2 separate regions of the Sus scrofa genome follow, and region 1 is linked to region 2. Evidence: chromatin contacts called from public HiChIP or PLAC-seq data. All regions are on one chromosome and are shown on one strand. The core of a region is the stretch at or near the end of the contact, and the rest is flanking DNA. Distances in the headings are between cores, read along the strand shown. Region 1 overlaps SYNE2 (nesprin-2). Region 2 overlaps SYNE2 (nesprin-2).

Region 1 (7,186 bases), core at 3,242-5,741, 300 kb before region 2:
TCTGTAGTCTCCATTTTTTAACAGGCATACAGGTAAAAGGATGGCAAATTAATATTGAGCCATGTACAAGGGAGAAAAAAAATCAAATGTCCCTGAAGAAAAGGGACCTTGTTCACTGATGTAAGGAAATATTATTAACAAATTTATATTTAATAAATATATCAATGTTAGGTCAATATTCTAAAGAGAAAGCATCAGGGAGGTAATAAGCTGAAAGAAAAACACAATCATTTTTTGTGTTTTTATTTTGAAGAGTTTAAATCAGATCTGTAGTAGATTATCTCTAAATCTAAGTTAAATGAATCATCAACTAGTCTTCACTTTTAGACTCATAGTACATTATTTAAGAGAAGTAAAATGAGCTGATTTAAATTTTAATCTGCTCATTGGATATACAAATAAGCAGTGAAATTAGCAAGAAATGACTAAACCCCACATTTGTTCATCATTCTTTCATGTCATCTGGTTGGCTGGCTATGTTAGCATAATACTTCCCTTTTAAAAGATTTATTGGGGGAAAAAACACTGTCAACAACATGTTTTGGACAATTCAGTAGACTAGAATGGACTATATTGTTAAATTTCTTGGGCATAAATATGGCATTGTGGTCATGCAGGCAAATACATGCTGAACTATTTAGTAGTGAAATGTCATGGTGCCTACAACTTATTTTCAAATGATTCAGAAATCGAGAAAGAGAAAAAAGCAAATTGGTTAAGTGCTAACAAGTGGTGAATCCAGGCAAATAATATGTGTTCCCTTTTTCTGTATATTTGAAATAAAAAGTTGGAAGAAAATGATATAAACAAAAAGGTTTGTAAAGCCTATGAAAGGGTAAAGCCTTTTGTGAAGAAGCAATGCCCGTGGCTTTTTTTTTTTTTTTTTTTTTTTGAGAAGCTAAATAAAACCCATTTTAATTCCTGCATCATATTCTAGTTGGGTTGAAATACAGGTTTTAGACCAAATGCTAAACTTGTGTTTTCCCAAGTAATTTTAAAAGGAAGCAAATATAGGTAACTCAAAAGGGAACTCTGGTATCAGACAAGGATAAGAAATTTGGGGGGATAGCTATTGTAGGTAGGAAACATGACTAAATCTGGGCTTGTCTGATCACAGGCAAAACTGACAGGTTAGTCTACAGATTGGATTAATGACACATACCTGAAAGTTTAGAATATATTACAAAGAGTTCCACAGTGTTTGTACCAGCGAGGATCTAGTCAGAAAAACAGAAACCCCTTTTTGAAAGAGAGAATTTAATGCAGGGAATTGGTTATAGAGGTTTTTTTGTTGTTGTTTTTGTTTTTCTGCACCCGCGGCACATGGAAGTTCCCAGGCTAGGGGTTGAATCAGAGCTACAGCTACCGGCCTACACCACAGCCACAGCAACACCAGATCCTTAACTCACTGAGCAACACCAGGGATGGAACCCGCATCCTTATGGAAATTAGTCGGGTTTGTTACTGCTGAGCCACAGCTGGAATTCCTGGTTACAGAGCTGATTGAACAGCTGAGGCTGAGAAGGCAAAGGGACAGTGAAGCAACTCAGAGTAAAGCCCTTCCCACCTCTAGAGCTTAGGGTCCAGTGAGAGGAGATGTCCTCAACAGAGCCTGGAAGCTGGGGCTGTGTCCTTGGGTGCTGCAGCTGGAGCAGGGGGAAGGGACTGCCAGCCTGGAGCAGGACCCCCAAGGTAGGGGCTGTTCCATGGAGTCTGGAGCCACTAAGGAGAGGAGAGAGTCACCGAGGAGACCACCACCAGAGGACGGGAGAAACCCCTGCTTTTCTCCTCCCGCGCTCTGACCTTTCACAAATGCGTCTCAATAGCTGAACCTACAGAGAAGCCATAGAGCAAGGAGGGTTTGGGAGAAGTCATTTCTTGTGATAAAGAGCAGAGTAGGGAGAGGGCAAGGAATGGATCTGAGAGCCAGCAGCTAGAGAAGAGACACACATGCTATTAAACCTTTTTTTTTTTTTTTTTTTTTTTTTGGTCTTTTTAGGGCCGCCCTAGCAGCATAAGGAGGTTCCCAGGCTAGGGGTCAAATTGGAGCTGTAGATGCCGGCCTACACCACAGCTCACAGCAATGCCAGATCCTTAACCCAGAGATCGAACCATCCTTCTCATGGATACTGGTCAGATTTGTTTCCGCTGAGCCATGAGGGAAACTCCACTATTAAAACATTTTGCTCTTTTGCTAAAATTTTTCAAATTCACAGTCATTTGTGATAGGCTTTTTAGGAACAATGGAAAATATAAAATTCTAGTAATAATAGGTGTTGAGTTGATTTAAGACTCATGAGGAAGTAGGATTTGAAAAACAGTATGCACAAAGTATATCTGGACTTCTATCTATATAGGATTGTTACAAAATGTCAAACTCACTTTGCATCTTCAGAGACAAATATTGTATAATTATATCTGCCATTGGTTACAGAGGGTTTTTTTGTTTGTTTTTGTTTTTTCTTTTTTGTTCACTCATTATTAGTCACCCCATTAGTTACCCTGACTAATGGGTGAACCATAGTCTCTGGAGAGTGTAATTAGTTTTCCAAAAGAATTTTCAGTCTTCTTCTTTTTTTTTTTTCCCCCGCTTTGCTTTTTAGTGCTGCATGCACAGCATATGGAGATTCCCAGGCTAGGTAGGGGTCGAATCAGAGCTGCAGCTGCCGGCCTATGCCACAGCTACAGCAACGTGAGATCTGAGCCACATCTGCAACCTACACCATAGCTCAAGAAATGCCGAATCCTTAACCCACTGGGCAAGGCCAGGGATCGAACCTGCATCCTCATAGTTGCTAGTCAGATTCATTTCCCCTGAGCCTTGATGGGAACTCCAGAATTTACAGTCTTAAAATGTGAATATCTGGTTGTCTGCCGGTAGAGCATCATCTGTGGGATTTTGAGCAGCTCTTGGGACAGCTGGCACAGATGAGGGAGTGGTTGCATTGCTGTCATGGTTAAATGTCATTCTGTATTCGCCTGTCCACCAGCAGAGGAGTTTTATCCTAGCTCCGAAGCACAGATTTAGCAGAATGAAAGCTCCACTAATTTCTCTCTTCTTAGGTCCACCATTCTCTAGGTGGGAAGACATGCTGGGATAACATTATTTCATCTTTTCAGTCTGTGGACCACTTCAGGGGAAGAAAGCAGAAATAAAAACCTTGCATTCTCCTACTCTATCTGCTTCCACTTCCCTTTGTAAAGAAAACTTCTGCGAGTGAGAAGGGTGAAAATGATCTGACCTACTTCTGTCTTGGCAGCATCACTTTATCACACTAAAACAGGTGCATAGGGGTGGGAATGAAGATTTGGTGGTAGAAAAGATAGAAGGATGAATAAAGTAGGAAAACTAACACTATCTAGTTGGCCATTGTGGATAAGTTCATGCTTAGGAAGTCAACATGAAAGGCAGAGTCTAAATTAAAGATGACAAAGAGGGAGAGGTTTTATTTAGCCTGCACAATTGTTTTAGAATTTTAACTTATTTGACATTAAAAAATTGAAAATTCTAGGAGTTCCTGTTGTGGCTCAGTGGGTTAGGGATGGGCTTTTGTCTCTGTGCAGATGTGGATTGGATCCCTGGCCTTGCTCAGTGGGTTAAGGATCCAGCGTTGCTCTGGCTGTGGTGTAGGCCAGCAGCTATAGTTGTGGTTTGACCCCTGGCCCAGGAACTTCCATATGCCACAGGTGCAGCTATAAAAAGGAAAAAAAAAAAAAAAAGGCAATTCTAGCTTCTGTTATAAATTAGGATGATCAGGGCACACTGGGCTCTCATCACGCATGGCAACATATGCTGAAGCTGGTCCTTTGTAGTACTCCGCTTTCCAGCTTTACCTGGTTCAGGCAATTATTTGCCAGCCTCTGTTAGGCAAATAATTCTCTTTTCTTTTTCTCTTTATCCTAGACTGGCTAAGGATTTGCACTGACTATCACCCTCATATTCTACTCTCTCATTTGGAATCAGTTTCTGTAATGCTTAGAGTCTATTTATTAAGTCAGTAGTTTTTGAATCAGTGAAACTCCAGCTCAGAAACTCTAGTAAATACTCCCATTTCAAATTTCTTTGTGAAAGGAAGGATTTATGAAAGATATTGTTGATTACATATACAGACACATCTTTGCCTATAATTAAAATAATTTGCATTGATAAAAAAAAACCTAGAAGGAAAGGCAAATATCCAGTGATAAATGTTAACTAGCTCAAGTTAAATCCTCATGTAAGCTGACTCTGAGTCTTGCCCTTTGGTAGTGCTGACCGCATTACAAATTGTTGATCCCTTGCACTACTGCTAGACAGTTAGCTCCTGGTGGCAAGGATTCTGTTAGTTTTTCATATTGCCATATTCTAAAGTGCACAGCAAAGAAGATCATTCGTTCAGTACATAGATGTAAATATACCAAGAAACTTTTTGCGCACTTTGTGCTCAAACAAAGCTATAGCAACCAAACATAAAATTATTTTTCAGATTCCTAACAACCAGAACAAAGAGAAGCAGCCAAGGGACTTGGCTTGTGCCCTAACCAGCCAAGGATTAGCCTTGTCTCAGAAATCAGTGTGGAAAAAACAAGTAAATTCTAGCTAAGGAAGTCACTCTGGATTCCTAGTTACTAGTGCCTTGAGGAGCAGAATTTAGGGTCCATATAACTGGCCTGGGTTTCAGGGCAGGATTTTTGACTCTTGAAAGTACACAGTCACAGACAAACTGGCTTTCAGATGGGAAGCCAGTTGATAAGAGCAAAATGCGGAGTTCCCATGGCTCAGTGATTAACGAATCCGACTAGGAACCCTGAGGTTACGGGTTCAATCCCTGGCCTTGCTCAGTGGGTTAAGGATCCAGCATTGCCGTGAGCTGTGGTGTAGGTTGCAGATGCGGCTCGGATCCCACTTTGTTGTGGCTGTGGCTGTGGCATAGGCCAGCGGCTACAGCTCCGATTTGACCCCTAGCCTGGGAACCTCCATATGCCACAGGTGCAGCCCAAGAAATAGCAAAAAGACAAAAAAAAAAAAAAAAAAAAAAAAAAAAAAGCGAAACGCAAACCTTATTATTTGCATTGAGGGTTTAGGAGGTTGCAAAATCCCATTAGTAGTCCTGTCCAACAAGGTTAGAACAGGATGAGCTTAATTTGGTGAGCTAATACACTAAACTTCCCACTTTCAGAATTGTTCCCCAGAGTCCAGGGAGGGGATAAAACTTCAGTGGTGGAGGACACTGAGAACAGAGAATCAGGCAGGCCATTAAAAATGCCAGGGTTAATGCTAGTCTAGCTATTTTCTCTCATGATGTGTCTCATTGTGCCACAGTGACATGGGAAAATGAAATACAAATAGTAAAATACTAGTGGGAAAGATGAAATATGCAGCAAAAATACTTTAACACCCCAAGATAGGCATTCCCATAGTGTCTCAGTGGGTTAAGAATTGTCTCCATGAGGATGTGGGTTCAATCCCTGGCTTCACTCAGTGGGTTAAGGGTACCGGATTGCTGTGAGCTGTGGTGTAGGCCTGAAGGGGCAGCTCTGATTCCACCCCTAACCTGGGAACTTCTGTATGCTTCAGGTATGGCCATAAGAAGTAAAAAAACAAACAACCCCCCCCCCCCAAGATCTTGATGTAAGTAATAGTGAAAAGCACTTGTGAAGTACTCGGTAAAGCTAGACTCCCCTACCCTGTGCATGCTTGGATGTTGTGGTACACACTCATGGGATCCCTTTGGACTCCCTCTGGTGGCACACTAATCTTCAGTGATTACTGAATATTTTCAAGAATCTCATGTAAATTTCAGAAGAAAAATTTTCTTGTACATTCCTTCATTGAGGTTTTCATTGAAAATAGTTGTTTAGCTGACCAATCTTAAATTTTCAAATAAGTGAAAAATGAATTCACCAGAAAACAGATGCTAAAATCAGACCCACGGATAAACTTGATATAAGGTAGAATTAGCCTGGCAGATCAATAAAGAAACATAAACCAACTGGAAAGTGATCAAGCGATATAATTAGGTATTTCACATCTAATCCTAGCTGTATGAAATAATCATATCTTAAAAGAGGGAGCATTTATGGCCAATAAACATGTAGGAATATTCTTCTTCTTCTTTCTTCTTCTCTTCCTCCTCCTTCTCCCCCTCTCCCTCCTCCCCTCCCCCTCCTCCTCCTCCTCCTTCATCCTTTTTAGGGCCACACTTGCAGCATATGAAACTTTCCAGGCTAGGGGTCGAATTAGACCTGCAGCTGCTGGCCTACACCGCAGCCACAGCAATACCAGATTCGAGCCACATCTGTGGCCTACACCTCCTTAACCCACTGATTGAAGCCAGGGATCAAACCCACTGAGCCACAACAGCAACTTCTGTGGAAAGATTCTTAACCTCATTAGTGAATCAGAGAAATACAAGCTAAAACCAGTGAAACCATTTCACACCTACCAGACTAGCTAAAAAAACCTGAAAATTGGTCAGTTTTTGATGTTGATAAGGAAATAGAGCCACAGAAACCCTCATATACTCCTGATGGGACTGTAAATTTGTTAATGACTTTAGGTAACAACTTTACATTATAATTTACAAATACCATTTCTAATGATCCAGCAATTCCACTCCTAGATATTTACCCTAAAGAACAGTTTTTACATAAACCAGTAGGCATGTGCAAGAGTTTCTTAGCTTCACTATTCATAATAGCAAAAAACTGGAAACATCATCAAAGGATAAAACTGTGGTGTATTCAAACCGTGGAATACTATATAGCAGTGAAAAGGATGGACTACAGCTAGAGGCATGAATATGGATGAGAGTCTCAAAAGTTCTGTGTGGGTCCAAAAGCTAGCACTGAAAAGTACTTAATAATTCCATTATGTAAAGGTCAAGGACAGGCAAAATTAAAAATATAATTCACGGGGTTCCCGTTGTGGCACAGTGGAAACGAATCCGACTAGGAACCATGAGGTTGCAGGTTCAATCCCTAGCCTTGCTTAGTGGGTTGAGGATCCAGCGTTGCCGTGAGCTGTGGTGTAGGTTGCAGACATGGCTCAGATCCTGCATTGCTGTGGCTCTGGTGAAGGCTGGCGGCTATAGCTCTGATTAGACCCCTAGCCTAGGAACCTCCATATGCTGTGGGTGCGGCACCAAAGACAAAAGACTATATGTATATGTAATTCCTGAAATTATATATATTTTATATAATTCAG
Region 2 (6,919 bases), core at 1,041-3,540:
ATATTTGCTGGCATAGCCCAAAGGTTAGGATCTCTTTATCCCTTCAGGGACAGGCCAGAGCCAGGACTCCATGCAGCCTAACTGAGTGTCATAGCTGCCCCCAAAGGCACTTAGACCTCCCTTGGCTTGATGTCTACACCTGCTGGGATCATCGCCCAGGGACAAGGGCTTCCTCTCAGAGTACAAATCTCTGACCTGCCCACAGGGAGCTCCGTCCACTATAGGAAGTTACAGGGTGGGGGGAAGACCCACCTTGGCCTGAGGCCACGACTCCTTCCCTTTTTCATTCAGACCCACAGTCTTAACAGCATCTGGCACCTGCCTCATGCGACCCAAGTGAGTAGGCTGACCTTCTGCCCTGGGCAGCTCAGCACTTCTCACCCCAGAAGTCACTCTGAGGCATGGGTTTATTCAGATCCTACCACCACCACATGGCCTAGCTGATGAGATGCAGGGGAGTGTAGAAAAGAGTGTAATATGGCACAGAGCAGCGCTCCTCTGATCTGAACTTGCAGCCTTCCACCTGTTGAGACCCAGGCACTTAAGGCCATCTGAAGTGATCTTCCAATCAATCATCCTTCTGCCTGAGAAGACTCCAAAGCCAGTTAGTTCCTTGATCATCACCCGAATCCCATCTGGCCACTGGTATCAAGTCCAAGGATTTGAGGGCTGCTCTGGGAAAAGACATGGCCACAAGGGGGCGGTAGCACATAGGGAGCTTTTTTCAGCAGCATTTTGGAGGGATCTGGAGGGACTTGGAGGTCTCTCATTGGCAGGAGACCTTCCAGAGGCTTTGGCAAGAGGCTGGTGGGGCCACCACCCACAAGGGGAAGAGACAGGGGGCTCCAGGGGAATGGGGATCCAGAGGGGCTTCTGTGTCTAGGTGATGTCAGGGAGCTCTGAAGGACAGCAGAGGTAGGGCATTAGAGCACCTGCTTGTCTTCACCACAGCTCGCAGAGGTGGGGGTCCAGTTGTGAGTCTGGTACCAGTGAAATATGAGCTAATGTCCTCACCCGCTGTGAAGAAATAAACAACATAAGAGTCAATATATAGGGGCCGACTTTGACTCATTTGCATAACACCTGGCCATACGGTTTAATACTGAAACCTGTAAAAAGCCTTAGAGTGGTCTGTAAAAACACTAAGTTCCCAGAGAAAATCTCCAAAGGATAGGAGCAAAGAGAGCAGTCAAGAAAAAATTATATGCAGTAACTTAATATTTGAAAGGAAATATTCAGCCTTGATTATTAAAGACATATGAGTCAAAACAACTGTTGTTTTGTTCCTACATTACCTTGACAAAAATTATTTCATCCTGGAAAACTCTGGAGAAATAGATTCACTAATGTCTGCCAATTTAGTTAAATGTTGGGGGGAGTTCACTATCGGCAGATAAAATGTGCATCTTTTTAGCCCAATAATCCCATTACTTTAAATTTACCCTCTGAAAATAACCCCAAAAGGAGAAAAATACGCCAGCATTGATTACAAAAGTGAAGAACTGGAGATGGTTTAAAGACTTAATGATAGGAAGGTGAAGAGAATCTGCAATATTCACTTGCAGCTATTAAAATGGGAATCATGAAGCACACGTATGTAGATACATGGAAAAGTATACATTATGGAGAAAGAGCATAATATTACAGTGTACTTTGTTTATAGCCACTCTAAAATCTTTGTGCTCGTATTGTTCATGCTTAGAAGAGTCTATAGATGGAGGATACAAGTAATTTGCTTGGATGGAGATGTTTTAAGTTTGTTACTTGAAAATTTATATTAAGAGTAGAGTATTTCTGCAGTTCCCGTTGTGGTTCAGCGGGTTAAGAACCTGACTAGTATCCATGAGGACGTGAGTTCAATCCCTGGCCTCACTCAGTGGGTTAAGGATCCAGCTTTGCCGTGAGCTGTGGTGTAGGTTGTAGATGTGGCTCGGATCTGGCATTGCTGTGGCTATGGTGTGGGCTGGCAGCTGCATCTCCAATTTGACCCCTAGCCTGGGAACTTCCATATGCTGCTTGTGTGACCCTGAAAAGAAAAAAAACCAACAAAGAAACGAAAACAAAACAAAAAGAATTAAGTATTTAAAGTATTTCCTTAAGTTTCTCCCAAGGACTTAAACTTGCTCTTAGTCACACATGATTTTAGCACAAGTAGTCACATTGCTGGAATGCGAATCTGAACGCTGCTGCTCTACTTGTGTGCCCAGCCAGTTGGGCTACTATGTTGAGGCTACTGAGCCTCAGGAGAGGGCAAACTTGATCTGCTGAGGAGGAAAACAATGACGGTGACTTACTGGGAAACTTACTTCATCCTCCTGATTTATTTTTAGGCCCAGCTATAAGTTGGCCAGCTGTATCAATGACTAAGTGTTTTAGCTTCCTGGTTATGTTTTCTGTGGTCTTCTTCTAATATTTTAGAAGCTTATTTGGCTTGAGAAAGAGCAGGAAAAGAGAATGGGGAAGAATTTTCGAAGGATTCTCTGGAATTCTTTTTTTTTTTTTTTTTAATACCACTCAACACTTGGATTGCAACAGAAAAAGGTTAGAAAGGTGGGGAAATATAATGATAGTTGACACAGACGATGAATCAAGCACTGCCCAAGGTATGTGGATTTAACTCTAGCCTCTCAAAGTGACCCCAGGAGTTAAATTCTGTTATTGTCCCCATTTTACAGATGGCTAGAGGCACAACCACACAATGTAAGGTGCCCGAGTTTTCCCAGCTACTAACTGGCAGGGCTGGGATCTGAACCCAAGTAGTACAGTTCCAGTGTCTGTTCTTAACCACTGTGGGGTACTGGGTACACTCAGCCATATTTTCTAAAAGGAATGTAGAATAACTGGTTTTAGATTATTTAAGAGAGTGACCACTGCAATTTGGGGTTGGTTTGGTTGTCCTGGGATTGAAAACCAGAGGGATTATGTGGAGGGTTTTTTCCCCCCAAAGTCCCTTCCAAACTGTGTTCCCGGTACTTTTTTTTTTTTTTTTTTAGGGCCAAAGTTGCGGCATATGGAAGTTTCCAGGCTAGGGGTCGAATCAGAGCTACAGCTACCAGCCTATGCCACAACAGCGTGGGATCCGAGCCATGTCTGCAACCTAGACCACAGGTCACAACAACCCTGGCTCCTTAACCCACAGTGAGGCCAGGGGTTGAACCTGAATCCTCATGTATACTAGTTGGGTCCGTTACTGCTGAGCCACAGTGGGAACTCCCATGGAGTTCTTCTATCCACTTAGGTAGAGAGTGTAAACCTAACTTATTTTGGGGTGTAATGCTTATTCAGGATTAAAACTATGAATAATTAGATGATTTTATTTCCTAGGCTATGCTGACAGAGATTGAGCACAAGGTTGCCTCTCTGTTAGAGAACTGCAAAGATCAGGGCCTGGGGGATAGCGGGGCCACTCAACAGGAGGCGGAAGCACTTTCCTTGAAACTAAAAACTGTGAAGTGCAATTTGGAAAAAGTTCAGATGATGCTTCAGGAGAAATACAATGAGGAGCAGGTAAAGTATGGCTGTGTACAGATATGTATGTAGACAGACACATGGGTAGATGGACATGTATGTATACGCTCAGATGGATCCATCAGTAAGAACTCTGGATGGAGGTAAGGAAATACCTACAGAGGAATTATTCTAAGTGAGAAAGAATTAAGCCTCAGAAAGCTGTCAGGAATGGCTGCCCTGGATTTTGTTGTTGGTTTCATTTTGCTGTGCAGTTTTTCCATCTAGGTTGTTGTTAGTGATGGTATTGATTGGAGTTGGCTTGACTGGGTAGCTTGTTCTTGCTGATACTGAAGTCCATGCAAGCCTTCCTCATAAAAGAAATATGTATTTTAAATGAATTGTGTGACTCCAATTGACTGGAAAATGAATTCTTTATAGATAAGCTTAAAATTTGACATCAGAAACACAAAAACCTGTTTCCAGGGTACTTTTGTTATTCATTTAAAATATTTATATATACTGATCAAAGTACCATACAGTTAAAGTGTTCTAGTGACTTTTAAAAGCATTCTGTGTATATAAATGCAAATATGCTCTATGAGTAGGATCTTACTATGTAAGATTTACATCTCTACTTATAAGATGATGGTTTCTACTTACAGGACTTGCATTCACAGAAATAAGATCAGCTTCAGCTACACCGGCTATATGGAATCCCTTTTATCCTCATATGTTCTCTCTCTTTAAAAAATATCTACTAATGTATGATAAATGTCTACTTTAGACATAGGGGAAATTTGAGTTCAAAAGCATAATACTATGTCTGTTTTCTTCATTTTGCTCTAAGAAAAAAGGGCAATGGATTTCCTGGCTTTTAGTAATTTATAGGAGGAATTAAGTTGAGAAAATGATAAAATGATCACGTCATCAACTGTAGTGGGTTTTGGAGTTCTTATGAAATAAATACATTAAATCGTAGTATGTAATTACTATAATTAACAGAATATAATCATTTAATTCCTGTGAAATGTTCCATTTTGTAGTCTTACTGGATTTGAAATAAAGTGGGTCACCATTGTAAATAAATAGCCTGCCGTCATAAAATGTTTTGCAGAATTCTACCATTCTAAAGAAATCTTCAGAGCATCAGAAAGTTCTCCAACCAGATAACCTTTCTGAATTTGAATCTATTGTAACTGAAAGGCCACAATTCAGCAGACAAAAAGATTTCCAACAACAACAGGTAATTTCAGCCCAACAGTTATAAGGATAAGAATAAAGGTTTCTACATGGAATTTCCCATTGAAATAAAAACTGACCAGCCATGGGAGTGTTTTCTTATGTGACTTCATAGAAAGTTTAATGTGTGGGTGTGCAGCACCTCGGGGTTTTGAGTGTTTGCTACAGCACCTACTTTGTTTTCATCTACTACATCTGGGGACACTTGAACTTGTGTGTGTGGCTGCTTTAACAACTTGCATCTTTTTTAGGGCTGCACCCGCAGCATATGGAGATTCCCAGGCTAGGGGATCTAATTGGAGCTGTTGCCACCGGCCTACACCGGAGCCACAGCAACTCCAGATCTGAGCTGCTTCTGCGACCCACACCACAGCTCACGGCAACGCTGGATCCTTAACCCACTGAGCGAGGCCAGGGATTGAACCCAAAACCTCATGGTTCCTAGTTGGATTCGTTTCCGCTGCGCGATGACAGGAACTCCATTAACTTGCACTTACACCGCACTAAGCAAATGTCTTCAGAGTAAACTTAACCTCTGTAACTCCAACACTTCTTTCCCTATTGTTTCAAAATATATTAGTATATTTTTGGTGATTTTCCATGTGTGTAGTATATAGCAAACAATACTTGGTCACTGTAAGACTGTTTTAAATAGTTTTTTGAAAAATAAAAGTTAATGAGAACAAGCAAGCAAGGAAGAGAAGTAAATAATGATTTAGGAAGTGGTTCCAAATCACATGATCCCAACCAAGGAAACCTTTGGGTGCTATTTGAAAACTTTGATTCATTGGACCATTTGAATCCTATTCAATTATAGGTTCTGGAGTTAAAACCAATGGAACGGAATGATTTAATCAAATTCATAGAATTTAATGCTAACAAAATGTGGGTCCAGTATTGCCAACATGCTAAGGATACGACTCAGACATCATCTGTGAGGCAAGTATTTTTAAAGAATTAGACATTATACAGTAGTTTTATGGTTGGGAGAATCAGGAGTGTTTGTTTTACTATCACTTATAAAACATTATCCGAATGTAATAAAATTTGTGTATGATGATTATTCTTTTCACCTTTTGTTTTCCCTTAAAAGCAGTAAAGCATCTAGCCCTGAAAATGATGCTCCAGACTCGGTCTTGTCAGCCCAGGGCCAAAGTGGAGATAAGTGGCAATATTTACATCATGAACTCTCATCAAAGACAAGGCTCCCTCCACCTCAGCCTGTGCAGCCCCAGGTCAGCCTGTGTGCACACAGTATAGAGGAACGTGTTTGTGTCTTTGAAAATACAATAAGCATTTATTAAACATGCATGCGTGTTCTGCATTGTGTAGTAGTTTACTTGCAGAAAGCAAAGATGCCAGCAGGATTTTCATAGTTGGTTGTCCCTGTTCACCTTCCTGTAAATCTGTAGTCTGTGCTCCTCTTCAGTTCCCCTGTAGCACAGAAGCACTCTGGGCTTCCCTAATCCTGATCCACTGTGCACCTGTTGATTTGTCTACATTGCCCATTACAAGGCATGAGAAGAAAGACCATGTCTGCCTGGTTCACATTTGAGTGCCTGGCACAGTACCTGAAACATCATAAAATTGCCGTTACTATAAATGTAATGAATAATATATGTGAAAAACATACATTCCCTGGTGGCCTAGTAGTTAAAGAGCTGGTTTCATTGCTGTGGTTCAGGTTACTGCTTATGGCTTGAGTTCAGTCCCTAGCCTGGGAATTTTTGCATGCCGTGGGGATGACCAAAAAAAAAAAAAATGATATAGTGCTATATGTGTGTCATTCGTCCATCAAAAGATTATTTGGAATGTGCAGTGTGCCAGCCCCTGGCTGATGGTACCTGTCTATAGGTATTCTCACCTGCACACCTTATCATGCCTTATATTGCCATTACAAGGGTATATTCATGCTGTTCCAGCTATTGTGGATTTCTCTCTTAAGCAGGGAGCCACTGAGCAGAAGAGCACCATTGCTCCCAGCAGTCAAGCTTCTGACTTCAACTTTGCACTCAGATTGCCTAGGCAAAGGTTACTGATGAATTCCCAATTCCCTAGTCTGCTGGGAACTTTTCATTTCTCTTCTATTCTGCCAGTAACCTCATTTGACCATTTAAAGTTGGTCAGATGACTCCAGTTCATGGGTAGGCCAGGGCCATAGTCCATAGTCTTTGTTTCTCCTTGTCCTGCACACCATGACATGCATGTTGTTCTTTCTCCAAGAGGGGAT

The links. HiChIP or PLAC-seq counts read pairs in DNA pulled down with a chosen protein or histone mark.
Region 1: a contact with region 2 is called in an H3K27ac HiChIP or PLAC-seq map of skeletal muscle. The contact joins two enhancer-like sites. A contact is called at or near these places in 2 of 2 datasets of contacts at active chromatin or transcription factors (alveolar macrophages and skeletal muscle).

What each region holds. Positions count from the first base shown.
Region 1 is chr1:194,316,031-194,323,216 of Sscrofa11.1, reverse strand. The region is part of intron 2 of SYNE2 (nesprin-2); the gene reads left to right. Among named protein-coding and RNA genes, the nearest start is that of SGPP1, 32 kb to the left of the region's middle. Within about 2 kb of position 4,491, at least 1 of the 83 cell types and tissues checked has an H3K27ac peak or open chromatin away from gene starts, as enhancers often do. A contact at or near this core is called in skeletal muscle, where this site is marked.
Region 2 is chr1:194,009,987-194,016,905 of Sscrofa11.1, reverse strand. It overlaps SYNE2 (nesprin-2), which reads left to right. Exons shown (of 117, transcript XM_021074116.1): 68 at 3,325-3,507; 69 at 4,565-4,693; 70 at 5,507-5,628; 71 at 5,783-5,924. Among named protein-coding and RNA genes, the nearest start is that of ESR2, 170 kb to the right of the region's middle. Within about 2 kb of position 2,290, at least 6 of the 83 cell types and tissues checked have an H3K27ac peak or open chromatin away from gene starts, as enhancers often do. A contact at or near this core is called in skeletal muscle, where this site is marked.